5 separate regions of the Mus musculus genome follow, and regions 2, 3, 4 and 5 are each linked to region 1. A link is a contact called in public promoter capture Hi-C data. All regions are on one chromosome and are shown on one strand. The core of a region is the stretch at or near the end of the contact, and the rest is flanking DNA. Distances in the headings are between cores, read along the strand shown.

What was found. Promoter capture Hi-C pulls out the DNA fragments that hold promoters and counts their contacts. Capture Hi-C pulls out chosen DNA fragments and counts their contacts.
Region 2: a contact with region 1 is called in a promoter capture Hi-C map of adipose tissue. The contact joins the promoter of Dhx33 here to the promoter of Tm4sf5 in region 1. A contact is called at or near these places in 3 of 39 promoter capture datasets (the C10 cell line, liver and pre-B cells) and 2 of 9 other capture datasets (adipose tissue and pancreatic islet).
Region 3: a promoter capture Hi-C map of liver shows a contact between it and region 1. The contact joins the promoter of Asgr2 here to the promoter of Tm4sf5 in region 1. A contact is called at or near these places in 2 of 39 promoter capture datasets (cranial neural crest and maxillary cranial neural crest) and 3 of 9 other capture datasets (adipose tissue, liver and pancreatic islet).
Region 4: a contact with region 1 is called in a promoter capture Hi-C map of macrophages, with 5 read pairs. The contact joins the enhancer-like site here to the promoter of Tm4sf5 in region 1. A contact is called at or near these places in 11 of 39 promoter capture datasets (the C10 cell line, cranial neural crest, embryonic stem cells and 8 more), 1 of 15 datasets of contacts at CTCF or cohesin (large pre-B cells), 2 of 115 datasets of contacts at active chromatin or transcription factors (memory CD8 T cells and regulatory T cells) and 3 of 9 other capture datasets (adipose tissue, embryonic stem cells and liver).
Region 5: a contact with region 1 is called in a promoter capture Hi-C map of neural stem cells. The contact joins the promoter of Clec10a here to the promoter of Tm4sf5 in region 1. A contact is called at or near these places in 2 of 39 promoter capture datasets (hippocampal neurons and neural stem cells).

What each region holds. Positions count from the first base shown.
Region 1 is chr11:70,503,946-70,506,645 of GRCm38.p6, forward strand. Tm4sf5 (transmembrane 4 superfamily member 5) reads left to right here and starts at 1,329. Exons shown (of 5, transcript NM_029360.3): 1 at 1,329-1,559. The coding sequence starts at 1,386.
Region 2 is chr11:71,003,058-71,005,757 of GRCm38.p6, forward strand. It overlaps Dhx33 (DEAH (Asp-Glu-Ala-His) box polypeptide 33), which reads right to left and starts at 1,375. Exons shown (of 12, transcript NM_178367.4): 1 at 1,060-1,375. The coding sequence starts at 1,321.
Region 3 is chr11:70,091,382-70,094,119 of GRCm38.p6, forward strand. Asgr2 (asialoglycoprotein receptor 2) reads left to right here and starts at 1,263. Exons shown (of 9, transcript NM_007493.3): 1 at 1,263-1,409; 2 at 1,675-1,812. The coding sequence starts at 1,689.
Region 4 is chr11:70,788,178-70,790,877 of GRCm38.p6, forward strand. No RefSeq gene overlaps it. Among named protein-coding and RNA genes, the nearest start is that of Scimp, 23 kb to the right of the region's middle. Within about 2 kb of position 1,309, at least 82 of the 459 cell types and tissues checked have an H3K27ac peak or open chromatin away from gene starts, as enhancers often do. A contact at or near this core is called in hematopoietic stem and progenitor cells, macrophages, memory CD8 T cells and 1 more, where this site is marked.
Region 5 is chr11:70,165,306-70,168,005 of GRCm38.p6, forward strand. It overlaps Clec10a (C-type lectin domain family 10, member A), which reads left to right and starts at 1,318. Exons shown (of 10, transcript NM_010796.3): 1 at 1,318-1,511; 2 at 2,512-2,699. The coding sequence starts at 2,639.

The DNA.
Region 1 (2,700 bases), core at 79-2,578:
GGCTCATATAGCCATCACTGTATCACCAGAGACAGAGTCCACTCTGAGAAACAGAAAAGGGCGCGCAGAAACAAAATTTAAGAGCTGGGCAGTGGTGGCACATACCTTTAATCCCAGCACTCAGGAGGCAGAGGCAGGTGAATCTCTGAGTTCAAGGCCAGGCTGGTCTACAAAGTGAGTTCCAGGACAGCCGGGGCTATACAGAGAACCCTGTCTCGAAAAAAAAAAAACAAAAAAACAAAAAAACAAAAAAAAAGGCAAAATGGAGACTGAATACAAAATGGCTGCAGTTATGTTAAAAGGAGCAGGCCTCAACATGGAGAAAAGGGTTTGTTCAACTTACACTTCCAGATCATAGTCCACCATTGGGGGAATCAGGACTGAAACTCAAGCAGGGCTGGAACCTGGAAGCAGAAGCTTATACACAGGCCACAGGGATGCTTACTGGCTTGCTTCTCATGGCTTGCTCAGCCTGCTTTTCGAGACAGGGTTTCTCTGTGTAGCCCTAGATGTCCTGGAACTCACTCTGTAGACCAGGCTGGCCTCAAACTCAGAAATCCGCCTGCCTCTGCATTCCAAGTGCTGGGATTAAAGGCCTGAGCCACCACTGCCCACTGCTTTTTTTTTTTTTTTTTTAAATAGAACCTGGGATCATCAGCCCAGAGGCGGCACAACCCACCAACAGCTGGGCCCTGCCCCACGATCACTAATTGAGACAATGGATCTCATGGAGGTCTTTTCTCAACTCCTTTCTCTGTGATGTCTCTAACTTGTGTCAATGTAACACACAAAACCATCTAGTACACCCAGGTGGATCTCAAACACACTTTTTCTGAATAGCTCAGTTACTGGGGTGAGCCCTGCCTGACTCCACTGTAGTCTTTTTACTTTCTTTACAGAAAAAGACCTCTCCCTGTGGGACAGAAATCATGGGGCCACCGTACATCTGTCCCACACTTCCTCATTGACAAGGCTTTCTAACCCATCGAATCCTTACAACAGCTCTCTGGGCAAGTGGCTTCAGCCAACCTTTTCCACAGATGGTAACAACTGAGACTTCCAGGGGTGATGGGTTCAGTTGAGTCTTCAAGTAGACAAGGAGGGGCTGTACAAAGGTGTACACAGACCAAGGAGGAAGACGCTGACCCCAGTCACCTTCCCTTGTACAATCAGCTCCCGCAGCGCCTACTGCCACACCCCTCTCTTCACCTCTCCAGCTGCAGCCCCTCCACTTCCTCAGGGCCTCTCTCTTATCATTGCGAGTCTACCAGCCACTCCTCTCCTCAGACCTTTGCTCCAAGCCTCCCACCTGTTTAACTCCGGAGCCTGGCACTTCCTTCCCTGCTCACGTTCACTCCGCTCCTGCCTGTTTGGAAGCCTCAGACATGTGTACTGGAAAGTGTGCGCGCTGCCTGGGGCTCTCCCTCATCCCTCTCTCCCTGGTCTGCATCGTGGCCAACGCCCTCCTGCTGGTACCTGATGGGAAGACCACCTGGACGGACGGCAACCTCAGCTTGCAAGTTTGGCTCATGGGTGGCTTCATTGGAGGGGGCCTGATGGTGAGAATGCTGGAGCGCTAGCCAGGGACCTGGGTACCGAGCTAAGGGACCAGGGATGGAACCGAGAAGAAAAGAGGGGAAAGGACTCGTTTGGCTCTGGATGAAATGGCAAGGGTCTGATGGGGATTAGGGGTCTGTCCATCAGCTCACATATAGTGACCATTCTGTAGAGGGTCCTGGAGGAGCCATAGGGTCCTGAGTTGAGTGTCTGAGGAATGTGGGAAAGGAAGGACTTCTCTACTAGGTGGGAGTAAGTTCTCTGTGCCTCTCCTTGCCTCTACTACTGAACATATGCAAAAAACAAAAAACAAAAAAACACCTCATTATGAGGATAAAGGCTAGTTGTGTGGGAAGTTTCAGGGCAGTGTCATAACGGGCAAGGGTGGGTGCCCAGAGCAACCTCTGCAGCCCAGGTTGATATCTCAGATTAGACACTCCACCAGCCAACTCCATGCTTGCTTTCCCTCTCTTCCATAGCTGTTCCTTCTCAGCCTGTCTGCTAGGATCCCCAGTCTGTACTAAGTTAAGTGCTCAGAATACAATTCTGGACCCAGGTTGTCGGTATTTTAGAGTAAATGTCCCAGTCTTCCTGCAGACTAGGGAGAGAAGAGCCAGGTGTGATAGTGCACGCCCTTGGTCCCAGCAATCCAGAAACAGAGGCAATTGAATCTCCGAGGCTAGCCTGGTCTACTGAGGAAGTTTCAGGGCTACACAGAAAAACCCTTACTTGAAAAAGAAAAAAAAAAAAAGTGAGGAAAAGAAAACCACAAATATTCTATCTAGATTTTCCCCATCTTCCAACTCTCTTCCATTTAGAGAACTTTCTTTTTCATTTTTTTACTTTTTGTTTGTTTATTTAGAAACAACATCCTGATAGTATATCAAGCCAGCGGGGAATCATTTTATAACCCAGTCTGAACTTGAAGTCTTCCTGCCTGAACCTTTCACATACATGCCTGACCATTTGGGGGAACTTTTGACTGGTTAACCCAGTGTAGCATGGGATAAAGACAGAGATCGACCTAGCACGGTTTCCCACCTTTAGCACAACTTGCTTGCTGTTGAACTTCTCTGGGAGAAGTTGCACTTTGGTCCCCTCTGCTGGCCACATTGTTATTAGCTGAATGGAGATACCGCTCCC
Region 2 (2,700 bases), core at 125-2,624, 500 kb after region 1:
GAGGGACAAAATTCACCTGGGCATCAGCTTTACAGTCCATCTTGTTCCTGTTTTTGCAGCCTGTCTTCCGTCTCCATCTCCCCAAAAGCCTACTTGAGGCTCTGGAACTTTTGTTTTCCTCAGAACTCTTGGATCTTCTCAAATGTGACTTCAAAAGAGACAGCCTTTCTCCTGTGCCAGGTGGGCTCTCCATAACTCCTGATGCCCGGCACTGCGCCCCCATCTCTGAAATTTCCTAAACTTTGATCCATTAGTTCTATCTATCTTCAGTGTCCTCTCTGCTCAGTTCGCCAAAATCTGTGACTATTTACAAGTGCCTCAGCTTCCCTTGGTTGGCCAAAGCAGAAACCTGTTTCCACTGCCTTCATTCTTTCACCTCCTAATTACTCCTCAGTCCAACGCCAGATCTGTTCTTAAAGTTATTTTGAAAAAATTCTTAGTGGGAGTTGCAATCAATACTACATATCCAACGTGCACTCCCACGCCCCACCATGTCTACATATTGTTATGGAACTTCCCTCCTTAGCACTCTATTCCACTGACTGCCAGTACTCCAGTCTCTTTCTCGCTTATGACATTCCTTCGGGAACTCCTCTATCGTCAATACTGTAGCAAAGCCACTAGAAGTCAGTCCCTGCCTTCGAACACTGCCAAGTTCTTCTCGTACACAAGAAATTGGTTCTCGCCAACTGAATTCTTTCTGGCGCCAGTCTCTCCGTCCTCGCTTAGAATGCCGGTCCCCAGGGACCCGCTCCGCAGCTGCCTCCTCAAAAGCCTTGGTGAGGCCCATCCTGCAAAGCTCTCTGAGAGCCTCCGATATGCTCCCCACGCCTCGTCACGGAAGGCGAATATCCTCAAACTCACAGAGCGCGGTCAGCGCCGGCAGGGTAACTCTGTCCGCCTCTTTCCAGAGGTCCCTGTCCACACCGGGCACTGAAACCCTTTCAAGTTTGTGGAAGAAACCAACGCAAAGAAAGTGAGAAGCCCCTAAGAAACCCCGCCCTCGTGCACAGAGCCAGGGATCTAGAGCAAGGAAGATCCACCAAAGCCGCCACTCACCGATGAGGACCGCGTTGTCCAGGTTTCGGAGCTGAGCCAATAGCTGCCCCCGCGCCCGGAAGATGGGCAGACTCCGGCGCTGCAGCTCCAGGGCCTCGCGGTAGGGACTGGCCGAAGGCTGGGCCAGCGGCGGCGTCTGCCTCCGGCCTCCTCCAGCTCCGCCGCCGCCGCCAGCCGTCAACAGCATCACTACTCGTCTCCCGGGAGGGCAGGAGCCCGGCCGGAATCTCTTAGCGGGCGGGAGGCTCGCCTCCTCCGGCATGTCGGGAGGACCGCGGCCGGAGGCAGGGACGCAGACAGTTCCGCTCGGCTGGGGACAGCAAGCGCGCACCGCCCCTTTCTCGCCACGTGCAGGCGTGCTGGGCGACCACCGATGACCTCACAGCCGCCTCCTGCCTTGAGGAAAGGAACTGCAATTCCCAGCATGCGCTGTGCATTTACATCCTGTGAGAGCAAGGTCGGAGGTGCGACCGAAAAAACGGCCCGAGTAACAACAGGGGACGATAGCTGTGTGGTTCCCTAGGGTCTTGTTGCGTAATGACGTTGTCCTAAACTCTCATTTCTATCCAATAAAAATGACTGTCCCATCTCGGGCTCCAACAATAGTCACGTTTTAAGGCAATTACTTATTTCTGTAAATCTAACGAGGAACACAAACATTTACTCTTCTAAACAATGTACGTTTTAAGGTACCCACTGGTAGCTCCGATTTATAAATGTAGAAAGTGAAATTTTCTGAGACTAAAGTCATTTCGGATGCTGCAAAGAATTTTGAAAATGCTACTAGTGAGTATCTTCAGTTACGGAAAGGTGAATTCTATGATTCTGATATCATGTAATTTCCCCACAAAGTGATAGGCTCAAAAAATACAAGCAGAAATAAAAAAGAAAATGAGTGGAACTAAAATTGCCTTAACTCACCTCCCAGTCATTCCTACTAGATTTTCAATCTTTACACAGCTTTTCAGCCCTATTGTATACACCTTAATCAGTGCGAGTATTCACTACTCCTGCAGAAAACTTGTACATAACCAGTTCTTCCTTCCTGTTCAATTACAAGCTCTTAGATGCTTTGCTAATTCAACACAGAAAGACAGGCACAGAGTGAATGGGTGGTTACCTTTGCTTTTTCATCTTTGGAGGGTGTGGGCGTTTTGTTTGGGAGTATGTTCCTGCACTACTTGCTTGCAATGCTCACATGGAGGTCAGAAGAGGGTGTTGGATTCCCTGGAATTGGAGTTACAGCCAGTTGAGCCTCCATGTGTTTGGAACCCGTAGGGTTCTCAGTGCCCTCGCTGTCCCCGATTGTGTTTCTTTTTTTTTTTTTTTTAAAGATTTATTTATTTATTTATTATATGTAAGTACACTGTAGCTGTCCTCAGACACTCCAGAAGAGGGAGTCAGATCTTATTGGTTGGATGGTTGTGAGCCACCATGTGGTTGCTGGGATTTGAACTTCCAACCTTTGGAAGAGCAGTCGGGTGCTCTTACCCACTGAGCCATCTCACCAGCCCCCGGATTGTGTTTCTTATACAGAATGTGGCGTTCTATAATTCTCAACTCATGTGAAGGCTATCCATCAAATTTGGTATGCAGACCTGTTTTTTTTTTGTTTGTTTTGTAAAAAAAAAAAAAAAAAAA
Region 3 (2,738 bases), core at 13-2,512, 410 kb before region 1:
AGTTTATTGTTTGGCCACACTGGTCCCACGGATCTGCCCTTCTCTGTCCCTTCTGCAGTGTGCTGGCAATATAGGTGTGTGCTGCTGTGCCTGGTTCATATACAGGAGCTGGGTTACAAACGCAAGACCTCATGCTTGTGAAAGAGCCCTTTACCCACCGAGTCATCTTCCCAGCCTTTGTAGATCCTGTGTAGCACTCGCAGGGCATGAAGAGGGGTGTTTGTGTCCCTGGACTGAGTGTGGTGCTGGGGTTATGACTTCCATATTTTGAAGAACTTCTGCACTGAAGTGTGGAGGTAGAGAGCCACAGCTGAGCAATGTTCAGAGAGTGACAGGCTTGGAGTGCTCCCTTGGTCCTAAGTGGGATCTCTTCATCAGACCCCTCCCCATTAAAAGGAGGGAGTGGACTATGGGTCCCAGTCCTAACCAAGAAACTATTTGTGGTTCAAATCCATTGGCAAAAGAAAATCAGTTTTCTACAATGGAGCATCATGGGGTATACCCACCATACTCCAGGACCAGGAGTAATTTGTCAACTCAAAAGAAACGTCATTGTGGTGTTTGTTATTGTTGTTGTTTTTATGGGTTTTTTTTTTTTTTGGTCTTATTGGTCTTTGGCTTGTTTGTTTTGATAGTCTTTCTTTCTTTGGAGAGAACATAAAGCGGTGTGTGTGTGGGTTGGGGGATGAGGAGGGTCTGGGGGAGGACTGAAGGAGTGTGACTGAGTGGGGCTGGAGTGCGCTGGAGTGCGGGAGCCTGGTGCTGAGCGTATAGGAAGCTGTGGCTGTGGCTGGTTGCCAGGGTCACAGGCTCAGATTGGGCAAGAACAGGGAACTGATCTCTAGGTCACTCTACTCCTGGTCAGAGATATTTGAAGAAATCAACAGTTCTGGAAAATAAAAGAGGCAGGAACTGAAACAGGGGAGGGAGGGAGGGATAGAGAGGAAACAGCAGACTGGATCCTGGCCCCTCCACACCTGCACCCCTGCTCCCCTTCTGACATTGTGCAATGAAGGGAGAGATGATGTGTGTTTGTGTGTGTGTGTGTGCGCGCGCATGTGTGCACATGTGCACGTGTGTACATACAAGGATACCGCACATACAAGGAGACCTCCTGTCTCCCTTCTCTGGTTATGAGAACAGAAACATGTCCCCCACCCCCACTGCTCACTGCCTGAGTTCCAACTGCGTTTCTGTTTCTATTTACTGTCCAAAGTCCCAGGGGCAGGAGGTGACTGGTTAGATGGACATTCAGGCACAGGGACCCAGCTCTTGCCTAGATTGGCCCCTCCTCCCTCTCACCTAGCTCCACTAGCACCACCTGTCCCGTCTCCCAGGTTTAGCCCCTCTTTCTCTTTGGGCTCAGGCTGTCTCCGAAAGCCAGAGTCAGCTCTCTATACCTTTAACAGGTAACTGAGGTAGTGGGAGGCAGGTGGTACTGGGTTCAGGGACTCTGGGTGGAGGGATGAGAGCATATAGTCTGGTCCATGAGAATATGGAAGGAAGGCTGCAGAGCCAGGTCACCTCTTGGGAAGGAAGGAGCCTGCAGTATTTCAAGTCTTTCCCTGTCAGCTACCCACGTCCCCTCGGTCCTTCCACAGGGATTCCAGTCTTAGCACAAACCCAAGTTCCATCTCTAAGGAAATCTCAGCTCAGTCTCAGATCTGTCTCCAGCCCTTAGGGCCATCATGGAGAAGGACTGTCAAGACATCCAGCAGCTGGACTCTGAGGAGAATGACCATCAGCTCAGTGGCGATGATGAACATGGCTCTCATGTGCAGGATCCTAGGATAGAAAATCCACACTGGAAAGGCAAGTGTCCAGTTTCTGGGGCCTCTCTGGGATCCTTGCCTCAGCTGCCAGTTCCTCTCTCTTTTTCTGTGAGGACTCTCTCATCCTGACTCAGTGACCAGTGTGCTCCCGAGTCTGTCCTACTCAGGGTTATTACTGCTGCGATGAGCAAAGTGACTTGAAGAGGAAAGGGCTTATTTGCCTTATGCTTCGTCATCATCGAAGTTCATCATCAAAGGGATCCAGGACAGGAACTCACACAGGGCAGGATCCTGGGGGCAGGAGCTGATACAGAGGTTATGGAGGGGTGCTGCTTACTGGCTTGCTCCTCATAGCTGGCTCAGCCTGTTTTATTATAGAACCCAGGACCACTAGCCCAGAGAGAGCACCACCCACAATGGGCTGGGCCTTTCCCCACTAATCACCTCATAAGAAAATGCCCTACAGGCTTGGTTACAGCCAAATACTATGGAGGCATTTCCTAACTTGAGGCCTCCTCCTCTCTGATGACACTAGCTTGTGTCAAGTTGACATAAAACTAGCCAACACAGTGACCTACATGTGAGCTGCTGATACCTCTGAGTGCAGGGTCCCAAGAAAAGTGTGTATGCTTAGAAGTGAGGGGGTATCTGAGAGGATGAGCCTCCCCCGAGACTGCACTGTGCATGTGTATATATGCGTGTACATGTGTGCATGTGCGTGCATGTATGTACATGTCTGTATCTAGGATGAATGCAGAGCCACAGACTGTGTTAAGGCGATGAGCTGAGTGTGTGAATGAGCACAGAGATCCTGGGTGATTTCCATTTGTATCCTGCCTGAATCTTCTTGCACATTTTGAACACAGGCCCCACATAATTGCAAAAAGGTTTTAGGGTAAGAGAGATCCTGCCCTGGGCAGGCTACCCAGTGTGTTCCAGATGATGTAGTTTCATCTCAGAAGAAAC
Region 4 (2,700 bases), core at 59-2,558, 280 kb after region 1:
TGTTTCATAAAGAAGACCAGACTGCAACTATTACCAAGGGCGCACCATGGAGGTACTGGAGAGATGACTCAGCAGTTATGAGCACTGACTTCCAGAGGTTCCGAGTTCAATCCCCACCAGCCACATGGAGGTCCACAGCTGTCTGTAGCTCCAGTCCCAGGGGACCTAACGCTGTCTTCTGAAGACACTGCACACATATGGTATGCATGCAGGCAAAACATCCATACATACAAAATAGATATAATTTTTAAAAAGGAGAAAACTATGGTTCTGTGATTTGAGGCATGAGTTTTCAAAACTGTTGAGGCAGCCATCCATGATCTGTTTCAAAATGATATGTCAGCACTATTGTGGTTACCATAGTTATCCAGGGAGTGAGCTCAGGATGGGCCCTACCTTCTTATTTCTGGACTCTTTTAAATCAGTGACTATGTAGCTGGTCACTTGGCTTGGGCTCTGCTGTGTGACTAGAATATACACTAAGGTCCTATGACGTCTTGATATGGTTAATGTTGTCACACAGATTGGCAGTAGAAAGCACAGTCTTAGTACATGAGCCTAGCTCAACTCACAACAAATTTATAAATGTCCAAAAACTTTTATTCTACTTTTTTGCTGGCAAATAAACTGGTTGTTATATTTCCCTGTGTGTTTGGCATTCAAAAATATATTTATTAAGTGCCTTCTGTGTGCGGGGGCTTATTATGGACACTGGGAAAATAGAAGCTCTCCCTTAAGGAGCCTCATATTCACATGGCTGCAACCCGGACTCATTTGAGAGAACAGCTTGAGAAAGGGTCTATCTCAGCTTGTGGTTCCAGTGAGTTCAGTTCATGGCTACCTGGCTTGTGTTTCTGGGCCCGTTGTGAGGCAGAACACGGAGGCCGTCTGAGTGCATAGGAGAAGTTTCTTCAGCACAGGGTAGCTAGGAAGCAGAAGGAAAGAGAGAAACAGACAAGAGAACCCCCAGGGCAGGACACAGCCCTTGACACACCCTGGCTACCGACTTCCTCCTGTTAGACCTCACCTTTTAATGTTTCTAGGCCCTCCCAAAATAGAACCACTAGCTGGACAACACATATCAACACATGGGCCTCCCAGTATAGGGAGAACAGAAAGTTTAGGGCCTGGAATTCATTCATTCATTCATCCATTCATTCATTCGATCATTGAGCATACTTACTGACCATCCTCAGCATGCTAGGAACAGGGAAAACAAGGAAGAAGAGAAGGCCTGTCTCTGCACTGGTGTTGCCTTTGTTCAACTGGAAATGAAAGTCACATGAGCAGATCGTTCCGGATATAAGAGTTATGAAGGGGAAGCACCTACAAAGGCCACCACCACATCGGGCCGGTGAGGAAAGCACAGTGCCTAAGATGCAAAGGAGGGGAGGAATATTGCGTATAGCAGGGACAAGAGAGACCACAGCAAAGGTACTTACAAGTAGAGGAAAAACACTGGGGAACATGGAGGTTGCCAGGAGGAGGTAGTGTGTGAAAAGTTAGCCAGTAATAAAATCCTGACAAATCTTGTAAGCCATATTTAAGAGTTTGGCCTCTGTCTGAGGCTAATAGGTAAAGATGAGCTTTTAGCAATGGGAAGAAGTATTCGGTTGCTCACTTTCAAAAATCACCAGCTGCCAATCAGTGTTTTGGAGTCTGAAATACCAGAGGCAGGACACTGGTTAGAGGTTCTTAAAGTTCTCTTTGGGAAGTGCTGGCCATGGGCTGACTGACCTCAGAGTGATGGAGACAGAGCTGATCTGACTGAGGCACAGTCAACAGGAGGTGGGGACACTGGCAATAAAGGATGCAAGAAAGGACCTAACTTCTGCCCTTAGCAAGGGAGGAAGTAATCTAGCACGAGAAGTCAGGGGTGGGGATGTGTCATCAGTTATCCATGGAATATGTTGAATTTGAGGATCCCGTGGGATAATCAGATGGAGGTGTCCTGCGGGCTCTGCAACCTGGAACTGGAAAAGAGGGGTTGAACTGGAGCCTGTGGTTGGGAAGTTGCTAGGGTAAAGGGGATGCTGAGCCCTGTGGTATTGGCAACATCACTCAGCAATGCTGAGAGGGAAAGAGGAAACAACAGCACCCCAGGAAAGATAGGATGGAAAAGTAAGGAATGACCACTAAAGATGTGATAGTGAAAGCTACAGAAGGGGCATTAAGCTCTGAACTCTCGTCTTGAGTACCCTGCTGGAGGGTGCTGGCTGGACACTTCCTGGGGCAATCTACTCTTCCTGGCACAGCCAACATACCCACTGCCAAAGAAAAGCTAGCTGGGGGCAGAAGTCAGAAGGCCACTTGAGTCCTCTGTTGATCATTAGAAATGGTGTCTGAAAACACAGGAAATAAACTTGTGTCAGAACTTGACTCTTTGATGGGTTTGGTCCACATTCTATAAATATCCTGGGGGTTGAGGTGTGAGTGGGTGGGGCAGCGTCACTTTCTCACCTTACAGACTCAAAGTGTCTGCGCATCACAAGAGCCCTCAGCTATAAAGACAAGTCATGGCTTCTAGGAGGTTCAGGGGTGGGTGGGGCCTGAGAGAAGGGAGACAGGCATCCTTAAGGTGTGGCCTACATAGGGATTGAGAGCTGGGAGGCTCCACACAATCAAACACCAAGACTATGATCCCTAGCAGTCTCTCAGCTTAGGGGTCTCAACCCCCTTAGGGGTCAAATATCAGATACC
Region 5 (2,700 bases), core at 68-2,567, 340 kb before region 1:
GAATGATTATCTTTCAGAGAGCTGAGGTGTTGAGGGCTATGGCAACTTAACTACTGAAGTGATAGTGACAGGTATGAACCTCTCTGGTACTCAGGCTACCTTGAGGGGAGGACGAGCAGAAGCCACATAGTGACCAGAGCTGTTTATTAACTCCAGTTAACGGAGGCAAGCAAGACTCAAAGAGCTTGTGCCACATTTCTTGTCATCTTAAGCCCTAGTGAACCCTTGTAGCCATTTCACCCTATCAGCGGGAGAACATGTCCACAGGTGGCTCAGAAGACAGCATGTGATTGGTGCAAATCCAGCCTGCTGTTGGCAATAAGGAACATGTGATTGGCAAAACTACCTTTGCTATGCCTGCTTTCTGGTTCATTCTTCTGGTTATCGAGAAGAAACCCTAGTGGGAATCCCCTGATGTTGCAAACGTAGGCCCAGTTAAAGTTTTCACCCAATGCCCTTCTCCTTGATTGCTCTTGATATTCACTGACAGTCAGGCAGGCTGCACTGGTGATGTGAGGGGTAGACAGTGCCACAGCAGGGGCAAGAGAGGACAGCTAAGAGATTCCAAAGAGTGGCCAGGTAAGGGAGGCAGGAGGCAGAGATGGTGTAGGTCACAAAAGGAAACCTCATTGCAGGAAAGGCTGCGAAATACCAAGGTAGGGGCCTGCGTGCAAGCCATGGTCGTGGCAAGAGTTACACGGAGCTGCTAAGCCCCACGGGCCAAGGGTCTCCACACCTGAGCCTTGAGATCGGTGACAGTAGCCGGCACTCACCCCTGCAGGTGCTTCTAGGAGCTCAGGATTACAGAAGCAGGTGGGTGCCAGGCATTAGCAATCAAATCCCAGAGCAACAATCCCCTCCAATCTGAGCACCCCAAGGCCTAAGTCAGCCCCCTAGAACTCAGAAACAACAACCTGCAGTTCAGGACTTGAGCTGGGGCCCAGGCTCTTGACTTGCCAACTCATGATGCCCATCTGAAACAGAGTGAAGGAGGCCTCGATAGCTAATTGGTTGGTCGTAGTCAGATGATGAGGACTCGTGCTAGGAATGTGCTTGAGAGTTAATGATGAGATATGGATGATTCTTGGAAATATATAGGCAGGAAGTAAATGAAGATGCGGGGCATAAGATAAAACTGCAAGCTGTTCTTTTTGGTCAATCCCTCACCCCAACACTCTTAAAATGAGGAAGTCACAAGAGCTCCCAGAAAGAGGAATGGAAGAAGGCACACCCTTGAGGACAAGTGCAGAGTTAGTCCCAAACCCAACTCCACCCCATAGCCTTGTCACGTGCACCAATCACCATCTGCTCAGTATTATTTATGGTTAAGACTTGAAATCGGATGTCCCAAAATACAGACCACTGGGCACAAAACCCAGCAAGACTCTGTCTTGTGTGCTTGTGGCTTCTGCTTGTCCCTCCCACACCAACCCTCCGGGATATAGTTCTCAACTCTGACTGAGTTCCTGCCTCTGGTCACTGCTGCACAGGGAAGCCAAGACTTCACACTGGTAACTGGGCCAGGGTTGCCAGGGAGACCAGTGGGGCAGGGAACGTGCAAGACGCTTCACAGAGAGGGAGGACGTTGGGCTTGGATGACCTAAGTGGAAAGAGATACAAGAGGAGAGTGTGGGATTTAATTTCCCTTGATTGGATTATGGGTGCCTCGATTCCAAGGGAGACAAAGACCCAGATGCAGCCCCAGTTGGGGATCCACTGCAGCCAACCTTCCTCTCAGTCTAGCCCTACTCTAATCTCAGTGTTAGCCCCAAATCCAGTTTGGGCGTTTGAATCAGCCCTGATTGAAAATCAAATTGAACCCTATTCTGCTTCCAGATTCACTGCAAGCTCGGGTCCAGGTCCTCCCCTGGCTCCTGAGTGTAGGTGTAAATCCCAGGAAGGGCGCAGCCTCAAGACCTGACCCATAGCAGACCTAACAATAGCAATAAGTTCAGCTTTTGATATTACCTCCAAATTATAAACTCAACTGAACTGTACTACGTCCAATCCTGGCCCCATTTCTAATTCAATTGTAAGCTAGCTCCCTTCAAAAAAAGTTTTTAATTTGCTTTTTTCATTTCCTCTGTCTTCCTTCCTTCTTTTTCCCTTTCCTCCTTCCTTCCTTTCTCTCCCCCCCACCCCCCCCCCAAAAAAAAGCTGAGGACTGAACCCAGGTCCTTGTCCTTGTAGGCAGTGCTCTACCACCAAGCTAAATATATACCTCTTTCATTTTTCAATTTTAATCATTTATTTATTTAATGTGTGTGAGAGTTTTGCCTGTGTGTACATGTGTGCTCCTGTGTGCCTGTTGTCCACAGAGGTAAGAAGCGGTTATTGGATCTCCTGGAAATAGAGTGAGCTATAATGAATGGTTATGAGCTGCCAGGTCGATCCTGGAAACTGAACCCAGGTTCTCTGAAAGAACAACAAATGCTCTTCACCACTGAGCCGTCTGCCCAGCCCTCTCCAGGCTGCCTCATTCTTGCTCTAACATGGCATATCCGACTTCAGTTCCAGGCTTTACCTCATTAAAGCTTCTAGCACTCTCCTTGGTCCCAGATCCGTATCTGTCTGGATCCTGGTGTCTTGGTTTCCGTCCAGACAGCCCCAGAGGCCTCGTGTTTGTTCAAGTGTAACAATGATATACGAAAACCTCCAGAACTCAAGGATCGAGGAGAAAACCCAAGAGCCTGGTAAAGG